Linked DNA regions of Mus musculus: region 1 is linked to region 2. The links are chromatin contacts, called in public HiCAR-type maps. All regions are on one chromosome and are shown on one strand. Each heading gives the region's core, a stretch centred on a gene start, on an enhancer-like site or on the middle of the called end of the contact. The rest is flanking DNA. Distances are from core to core; before and after follow the strand shown. Region 1 has its middle 20 kb from the start of 5031425F14Rik. Region 2 has its middle 30 kb from the start of Gm30536.

Region 1 (4,511 bases), core at 906-3,405, 200 kb before region 2:
TCCGTTTTTGAAGGCTGGGACCATGGCCTGTTGCTCTTATACATCCTCTCTGCATTTTAAGAGAAAGCATCTTGACCTTGGCTTAGGGAACTTCTGTCAGCTGAGTGGTTCCTTTGTAGACCTGTGAATCAAGATGGCTTCTCCTGGACTTGGGACAGTTCAGTGGGGAAATACTTCCCACACAGACGTGAGGAACTGAGTTTGCCTCTCTGGAATTAAGGTTAAAAAAACTCTAGGTAGGATGGTGTATATCTGTAATTCCAGAGCTGGGGTGCAGAGGTCCCCAAGGCTCATTGTCCATCCAGTTTAGTTGAAAGAGTGAGCTCAAGGTTCAGTGAGGGATCTTATCTAAACCAACCAAACCAAACCAAAACAAAACAAAATGACACGAGAACTCTCCCAAGCAATTGGGGTGTGATAGAGGAAGACACCCAATACCCTTGACCTTCATACACAGCATACATAGTGAGTGCACAAATATGTAAAAGAGAGAGCGAGAGAGAGAGAAAAGAAAAGGAGGAGGAGGAGGAGAAGGAGGAGGAGGAGGAGGAGGAGGAGGAGGAGGAGGAGAAGAAGAAGAAGAAGAAGAAGAAGAAGAAGAAGAAGAAGAAGAAGAAGAAGAAGAAGAAGAAGAAGAAGAATCAGAAGAATCAGAAGAAGAAGAAGAATAATCTTATCCTTCTGGCTGGGTAACTAGATGCAGGGACAGACCCACTCTGACAGTGCTTGAAGGCGCAGTCCTCTGTGCCTTCTGTTGCTCCTACCCTAGAACTCCAGAGTTGACTCAGGTCTGCTCCTTTGGAGAACTCCGTCAGGTTTCCCTCCCAGCCTGTGAACCTGCCATCAGTTTGTAGTTGTCTATTGAACCTGAACTGGCTACCGTTGCTAGCAATTGACTCTCCTTGATCTTGGTGACCACATCCTTTTTACATCATTGTTTAGAAAAATCCATTTTCCCATCCCGGTTATTTGCATTAGCATCTTCTGTCTCATTGTCCTGTCGTGTCCTGCTGTGTCTTCACACTGAGAGGGCTCTCTGAGGTCACAGTATCTGACCCGAGAACTCTTCTAGGTAAGGAGTCTCATCTTTGTACCTGACGACCTCTCCACATCTTACCTCTGTTTACATCCCTCAAATGCATGATCTTTGCGGTGCCGACCCGGAAGGCGCCACAGCCTCGTCCCAGTTTCTCTGGGATCCATCTCCTGCTCTCAGGAGGGCTGGACTAACCCTTTGTCAAGTGGCCGAGGCTACTAGCTCTTTTTCCTTCAGCTCCTCTCACTGACACAGAGAAAGGCCCATGACACATAAAGGGCCAGTGAGGTGCATGGAGACTTGTGGCTTCGGGGAGACAGAGACTCTTTTTCCACTGGGTTAAGCTGCCATCCTACAGTGGGAGCAGGAGGTGCTCTAGGAATGATCCCGAGAGGAAACCCAGAGAAGCCAAGGATGCAGAATTCTGACAGTTGGGCTCTGATGACATCGTTAAGCTATTAAGAGATGGAAGCTTAATTCCCTCCATTTAAAGCCATCCACTCCGGTTTCCTGTTGTGTGTAACCAATATTCCTGATGGACAGGATCTTTCGATTATTCGATGTTTCTTAAACTTTAAAATGTGTACTCAGTGTCTCAGCCGGAAAGGGATGGATAACAACAGGACTGCAGACACTCGTCTGTCCAGGAGAAGGAAAAGGGGGGTTGGATACCACTTGAAGCATAGCGGGCTCTAAGAGAATAGTCATCATAGGGGCTGGGATGATGGCTCAGTGAGTACAGTGTCTGCAGTGCCATCCTGAGGACCTGAGTTCAGATTCCCAGAAGCCACGGATAGTTCAGGTGTGGGGGCCCTGGGTGGGGTGGCAACACAGGAACAGGGGGACCCCTCTTCATCAGTTTGCTGGCTAGTTAGCCTAGCCAATCAGTGAGCCCCAGGCTCAGCAAGCAGTCCTGTTTCCAAAAAGAAAAAAAAAAGTGGAGAAAGATACCCAACATCAATCTGGCCCTCACATTAGTGAGCATACATGTACCTCCCCCTAGAGTCAATTCATTATCCAGTGTCTCTCTTCATGTTTCCTGCACCTTTAAGACAGAGCGCCTGTATGGCTTCGCATGGTTTCAATTAGGCTTTCCCCAAAGAAACCGCTGGAGAAACTGAAGCCGTGTTGGAATGTGGTGATGCTGTCACTCAGGAATTTTCCAGGCTGAGCTGGCTGACCTTCGGAGATAGTTATGACTGAAACTCTGGCTCTACTCAAAACTTGGCAGTGCCGGTGCTGGGGGTCTGCGGAGGCCGCGGGCATGTGAATACAACCTCCCAGGCCACAGGGAGACTGTCCGTGGTGCTGCCCTTAGCCATGGTGGGCAATGGAGCTGGGATACAGTGTTGACTTAGAGCAGTGGTTCTCAACCTTCCCAATGCTTGACCCTTTAATCTCAGGTTTTGATGCCACTTTACAACTGTAATTTTGCTTCTGTTGTGAATTGTAATGTACATATCTGCCTTTTCCAATCGGCTTAGGCAACCCTTGTGAAAGAATCATTCAATACCCCCTTCCCCACTCTGAGTGCCCAAAGAGATCACAACACATAGGTGGAGAGGCTCGGACTTAAAGGATCCCCACCAGACACCAAGCCTTTTAAGTCTGCAGGGGAGTATACCACATGCTCAGGGTCTCTAAGTCTATCAGCGGGTCCTGGATGCCAGGCCACGCCCCTCTATCTGCCTAATCTGTTTTTCGGAGTCTCCTGGACTAACAGCTGTTTCTTCAGCTCCCCATTCTCTGTATGTGGTATTTCCCTTGTAGTGACCTTTCTGTTTACATTCTTATTTAAGGCAATTTTTTGATGAACACGCTCCTTGCTTATTGACCGGTGTCTCTGACCCTGGGTCAAAGCAGAAAATTGGATTTCTGAGAACTGTCAGAGACCATGAGTACCAGGACCAGTCCAGTGAGCACAGACTTGGTGCTCAAGGGCAGTGGCAGGCATCAGGACATAGCCTGTTAGCAGCTCCAGTGCTTGTTGGAAACCAGGCATTGAGCCGAGCATGCAAGCTAGACAGTTCACAGAGAATCTAGCCTACAAGCATCTGTGGGATGGGTCAAGAGACAGACTAAGGTTCTGTGTATGAAAAGCAATAAGACCATGGTTGCCAAAGCAAGATGCACATAGTAGGACTTTGCAGTTTTTGCTTCAGAGGCTTCAAATAGCCAGACACATCTCTTTGTACTAGCCAGGATGAGTTATGTTGTAGAAACATAAACAGAAAAGATTCCCCCAGTCCTGAAGACTGACCATGATGGACACTTCCCCGTTATCACTTCTGTGTTCCCATCCCTGAGACACAGGCATTCGGTGCATTGTTCACTCGGGTCGGGGACCAGGCTGCCTCTTGACACACATTTCAAGGAAGTCACCTAGTCAGGCAGATGGTTGCTGGCTTCTGACTGGCACTTGACCTTCTCACAGGGCATAGGCAAAAACAGCCTCATAGTTGCTGTCCCAGTCTCAAGAGTGGTGAGGACGCATACACTTCCCCTAAAGGTAGGAAGGGGACCAGGCATACTGAGCTGATGTCACCGGTGGTGGTCGGATGCTCCCCAACAATGTACAGTGTTGCTTAGGGCCAAGACAGCAGCTCCTGCAGCAGAGCTGGGGGTGGGGGGGAGATGAGAAGCAACTAGTGAGCGTGGCTTGGCACGAGGGAGCCAGAGAAGTCTGGGCTCAACCCCCACCCATATGATCTTCCAATAAATCATATGTTGGTAACAACTAAGATGCTAGGCGAATAGTCACCTCTGAGCAGAAATCCAGCATCTAGAAGCAGGTGTGTGTGTGTGTGTGTGTGTGTGTGTGTGTGTGTGTGTGTAGGAGATCAGTGGTCTTAGCCAGAAAACAGCTCTTCCAGAGAAAAGGAAACCATGAAATGCAAAAAGAACCACAAGTTTTGAAATGGGGCAGGGTCACACGCTGGACTGAACACTCTACTGCGAAATCTCCAGACAACTGCTCTTGTGGGTTGTCAGCCAGAGAAGCAGCTGTGCTCAGCATAGGAGAGATCTAGGCCACAGAACTGTTCACAAATGTGGAGTTCCCAGAGGTCCCTAGAGTCAGGACCCAGTTGTGCATGGGAAGGCAAATCAGTACGACCAGAATGTCCAATGCTTTGAGATGGCAGATGGAAACAGATCTAGGGCACCCTCTGTCCCTGCAGCTTTTGACTGTGTATATGTGTGTGCATGTGCATGTGTGTGTGCCTGATGCGTGCACAGACGTGTTTACATATGTGGAAGCCAGAGGTCATGCCAGGTATCTTTCTCAGCTTCTCCACATTGCTTTTTGAGGCAGACTCTCTTTGAACCCAGAGTTTATCAATGGAGCTAGAAGAAGGGCCAGCTAGCTCCAGGGATCCTTCTGCCTCTAGTGTTTGGAGTATCGACATGAACCATGGAGCCCAGCTTTCACATAGGCTCCAGGCCTCTGAATTCAGATCCTCTTGCTTGGTAACAA
Region 2 (4,334 bases), core at 235-2,734:
TGCTCCACCAGCATGCATAGGGTCGCAGGTTCAATCCCCAGTAGAGGGGGGCAGGGAGAAAGGCCTACAAAGAATGTTAATGAAGTGCACTGGAGTGGCCAAGGAGGACCTGAGTTGGAATTCCCAGCTCCCATGTAAAAGGTCAGACATGGCTGTAAGTGTGCCTCACACCCCAGTACCGTGGGCATGGGAGACAGGAGGATCTCAGGGTCTGGCTGGCTAGCAAGACCATAGACCAAGACCAAGACATAGAGCAAAACACCAGAAGACATCCTACACACTCACACACACACACACACACAGGGGAGGAAAAATCTATTAATCTGGGGCAAAAGAACATTTAGTTCATCCTTGGACAACTACTCTCATTCACCAAGTTTTAGCCAGGTCCTCTAGGCTTCTTTGCAACCAGGCCTGAACTTTGAACTTTGACCCTGGCCTCACCAGACCTGCATCCCTGCAAGAATCCCCACCTCACACCTGCTTGGCCTATCCCCAGCAAGGACCCTGCTGATCTACCAAGAATTGATCCACACAGCGGGAATCCTTGAAAACCTCCTCCAGGACCTTCGACCTGCCTCCAGTAGTGAAACTCTACTGTTTTGAGGTGGCTAGAGTGGAGCCCTCACTTTCCTATTGTAACAAATGCTTGATGGGACATGCCACCCATGATTTGTCACAAGTCTGACACAAGATCTGTGTTTATGTAACCGAGCTCATGTGATGTGGTGATTAGCCCCTTTAAGAGGTGGAGCTAGTGGGAGGTTGTCACCAGCTCACTTCCTCTCTCAGGCTTCCTGTCTCTCCCTCTCAAATGTATCCCCCGTCCCCCCACCCCCACCCATGATGCCATCTGTCACTAGCCACACTACCCAGCAGCCCTCACCAGAGCCAGCGCTGTGCTGTTTGAGTTTTCATCCTCCAAAGTGTGAATCAAATAAAACATTTCTTTCCTTTACAGCGATCCAGCCTCAGGTATTTCGTTACAGTAATGAAAAACAGGCTGATAAACGATCTACTGGCATAGGCCTATGTAAAGATTTACCAGTTCGGCAAGAACCTGATAAGAACCAGATATATTTTTAAACACCTTTACTCGAAACTCTACGGCAGACCCTGTTCCTATAGTGGGGACAGAATGCAGACAGACCTGAGGAGCGATTCCTGCCCCTATGGTGTGTTTGCACAGTTGGGACCGGGATAGGCAGGTTGACAGTGACGCAGGACTCTAAAGCAGGAGAAGCGTAGTTAAAAGAGGAGGTGTCCAAACTGAACTTCTGCCAATCAAACCTCAGTCGGAAGCATCCTCCAGCCCCAGATCTCACCCGAAGTCTTACTTAAAATAATAATCATAGCCATAACTCCCGAGGTGGGGGGTGTATTTGAGATCAGCAGAAAAGTTCCAGCTCTGAGCAGATGTTTGATAATGCCTCGGGGATTGTTGCTAAGCATTTCCAGACAAGATCCTGATATCCTGTCTGTACTTGGAACCTCTTAGAGACACGTAATGAAGTATTATAAAATGATGTCACGTCTAGGATTGGCCTCAAGATAATCCAGTAGAAAAGACACAAATGGACAAAGACGAAACAAGATTCCCGGTGATGTTGAAGCTGGGAATGGATGTGTCTTGGGGGTGCCTCTCACTGGCATCTCTACTTCACACGTGGTTGAAATGTGCCATGTGATGTGTGTGTGTGTGCTGGTGCACACCTTTAATTCCAGCACTCAGGAGGCAGAGCAGGTGGATCTCTGTGAGATCAAGTTCGAAGACAGCCTGGTCTACAGAGTGAGTTCCAGGGCAGCCAAAGGTACACAGAGAAACCTTGTCTCAAAAAAAGAAAGCAAAAGAGAGGAGAGGGGAGGGAGAGAAGGAGAAAGGGAGAAAGGGGGAGGGAGAGAGAGAGCACACCTGGGAGCAACAGGTAAGGAAATGGTTAATAGCTTTCCGTTGCTGTAACAAATCACCTGAGCAAGTCAAGTTACATTAAAAAGGGGTTATAGGGTTATTCTGGCTCAGAATTTCAGATTGACTGGCTTGATTCAGTGAGCCCAAAGTGAGGCAGAACACCATGGAGGCTAGAGCATGTGGCAGAGGGACAGGGAATAGGACACTGGGACACTAGAAATGTCCTTCAAAAGTCCGTTTTGAGCACCTTTCTTCCTCTGACCAGGTCATACTTCCTGCTCCCAAATCCTAGTGACATCATCTTAATGATCCGCCGGGGTCAGAGTCCACCCCTGACCCCCTAGGGCGTCCATCCTCCCCTCCACACAAGGTAAGCTTCTGAGCAGACAGCTTTGCAAATGTGCCAGGCACTTCTGGGAGCAGGCAGTGCCAAGGAGGTGTATTCATGTGTACACACGTATGTGTGCATTGGTGGTGTGTATGTGTGCATACATGAGATTTCATATACAGAGTCAGGAGGTCAGCATCAAGTGTCTTTACGACTGCTCTCACCTCGGTGTTTGAGGCAGAGTCTCTCCCTGAACCTGAAGCACACCATGCAGCTAGGCTGGCAGTCCGTGAGTTTTGAAGAGCTGCCTGTCTTGGTCTGCACCCTCACCAGATTTTTACAGAGAGATCCAAACACAGGACCTCATGCCCCTGTGGCTAGCACTTTTCCAGCTGAGCTATTTCCAAAGCCCTCATTTTCTCCTTCTAAAAGAGCGAAGGAAATTCAGAATAAATTGGCAGAATGGCTGACTTTAGAGGCTTTCTCCTCAACATTCTTCAGAAACAAAGTCGGTGGGTGGGGAGATATATATTATGCATACATGTGGCACGGCACACGAGTGTGTGTGCACCTGTGGACACACATGTGGAGGTCAGAATAGGACAACAGGCAGATTCCTCTTTCACCTCCCACCTGTCTCTCATTTGCTTCTGCCTTGGCCTCCCCTCCCTTCCCTCCCCTTCCCTCCTCACCCCCCCCATTTTCTTCCTTTCCCTCTCCTCCCCTTCCCTCTCCTTCCTTTTCCCCTCCCCTCCTCTTTCTACCCTTCCCCTCCTTCCTCTCCTCTCCCCTTCGTTCCCCGTTTCTCCTCTTTCCTCCCTCCCTTTCTTCCTTTCCCTTCCCTCCCCTCCTCTTTCTCCCCTTCCCTCTTCTCCTCTCCTCTCCCTTCCCCTTTTCTCCTCTTCTCTCCCTCCCTCCCTTCCTCTCCCCTTCCCTCCTTTTCCTTTAAGTCAAGATCTTATTAAGCAGTGAGGTTGGTCTCAACTCTCCATGCTCCTGCCTTCACCTAGTGAGCACTGAGCTCGCAGGTACCCACCTACACACCCAGTGCATTGTGATTTGTGATCTTCATAACAGAACCGTCAGGATGTACAGTGTATTTCCAATGAGCCTCAGCGTGTGAGCGGATTCTATATAAGTTCACATTCCTTGGCAAGAGCATTCAAAGTTCAAACCCCACTGAGCAGGCTCCAGTCACCTCACAGACACTGAGAAAATCTTCAAAGGGAAGATACTCCATTTGGCAGGGAGGTGGATGTGTAATGGGGATATTGAGAGAGTTCTGAAAAATATTACACTGGCCAGGTGAATCAACGCAACAATCCACATTGGGTTAGCCATACTCTTCTCTGGCTACTGGAGTCACTGTGTCCTCAGCCAGTCCACTGAGCTACTGAGAGACCCAGTTCTGTTTTGTCCACCGAGCTAGACATATATGAAGTAACAACTACATTTGAGTTTGGTCCTGGCTGTGACTATGTGGATCCGACAGACAGACAGACAGACAGACAGACAGCATTCCCTGTTTTCTTTACCAAGCATTCTTTGTCTCCTGTTGAGCTTCTCCAAACCAGCTCTCCAGAATCAGATGGTAGACACCATGATCAATTATTTTGGACTTGAAACCCAGACACAGGGAGGGAATCCCTGCTGCTCCCAGGTTAACACTCTGAACGCATTCCAGTCTTCAACACAATTCGAACATTTCACTGATTGTGATCCAAATGGACGCTGAGGGATTGTTTGTTTTTTAAAACAGGATCCCAACACATAGTCCTAGCTGGCATCAGGCTCACAGCAAGCCTCCTGCCTCCGCTTTTTGAGTGTTTAGATAACAAGACAGAGCCACCATGCCCTTCTTGCAGGTAGATGTTTTAATGGGAAACATGGCTCTGGTAGGAACTGCAGTCTGTCTCTGCATCCCCTTCTGGGTGCACAGGTGCTAGACTCACGAGACGGGAATCACAGGCTGAGGCTCCTGCTCCTGACACCAGTGCTTTGTGTGAGCCCCAGTGGCAGCCTGGGAGTGGGCAGACAGACCTCCATCACAAACCCCTGCAACCCCAAGCCACTCCCTCCTACTTGGGTCTGTAAACT

Evidence for each region. HiCAR-type assays count read pairs that join an accessible place to other places.
Region 1: a HiCAR-type map of fibro-adipogenic progenitors shows a contact between it and region 2, with 3 times the contacts expected there. The contact joins two enhancer-like sites. A contact is called at or near these places in 2 of 484 Hi-C or Micro-C datasets (bone marrow-derived macrophages and cerebral cortex), 6 of 115 datasets of contacts at active chromatin or transcription factors (embryonic basal ganglia, embryonic stem cells, fibro-adipogenic progenitors and 2 more) and 3 of 9 other capture datasets (embryonic stem cells, embryonic trunk and liver).

What each region holds. Positions count from the first base shown.
Region 1 is chr2:166,424,860-166,429,370 of GRCm38.p6, reverse strand. No RefSeq gene overlaps it. Among named protein-coding and RNA genes, the nearest start is that of 5031425F14Rik, 20 kb to the left of the region's middle. RefSeq lists an enhancer at 711-2,967. Within about 2 kb of position 2,155, at least 87 of the 459 cell types and tissues checked have an H3K27ac peak or open chromatin away from gene starts, as enhancers often do. A contact at or near this core is called in fibro-adipogenic progenitors, where this site is marked.
Region 2 is chr2:166,222,656-166,226,989 of GRCm38.p6, reverse strand. No RefSeq gene overlaps it. Among named protein-coding and RNA genes, the nearest start is that of Gm30536, 30 kb to the right of the region's middle. Within about 2 kb of position 1,484, at least 4 of the 459 cell types and tissues checked have an H3K27ac peak or open chromatin away from gene starts, as enhancers often do. A contact at or near this core is called in fibro-adipogenic progenitors, where this site is marked.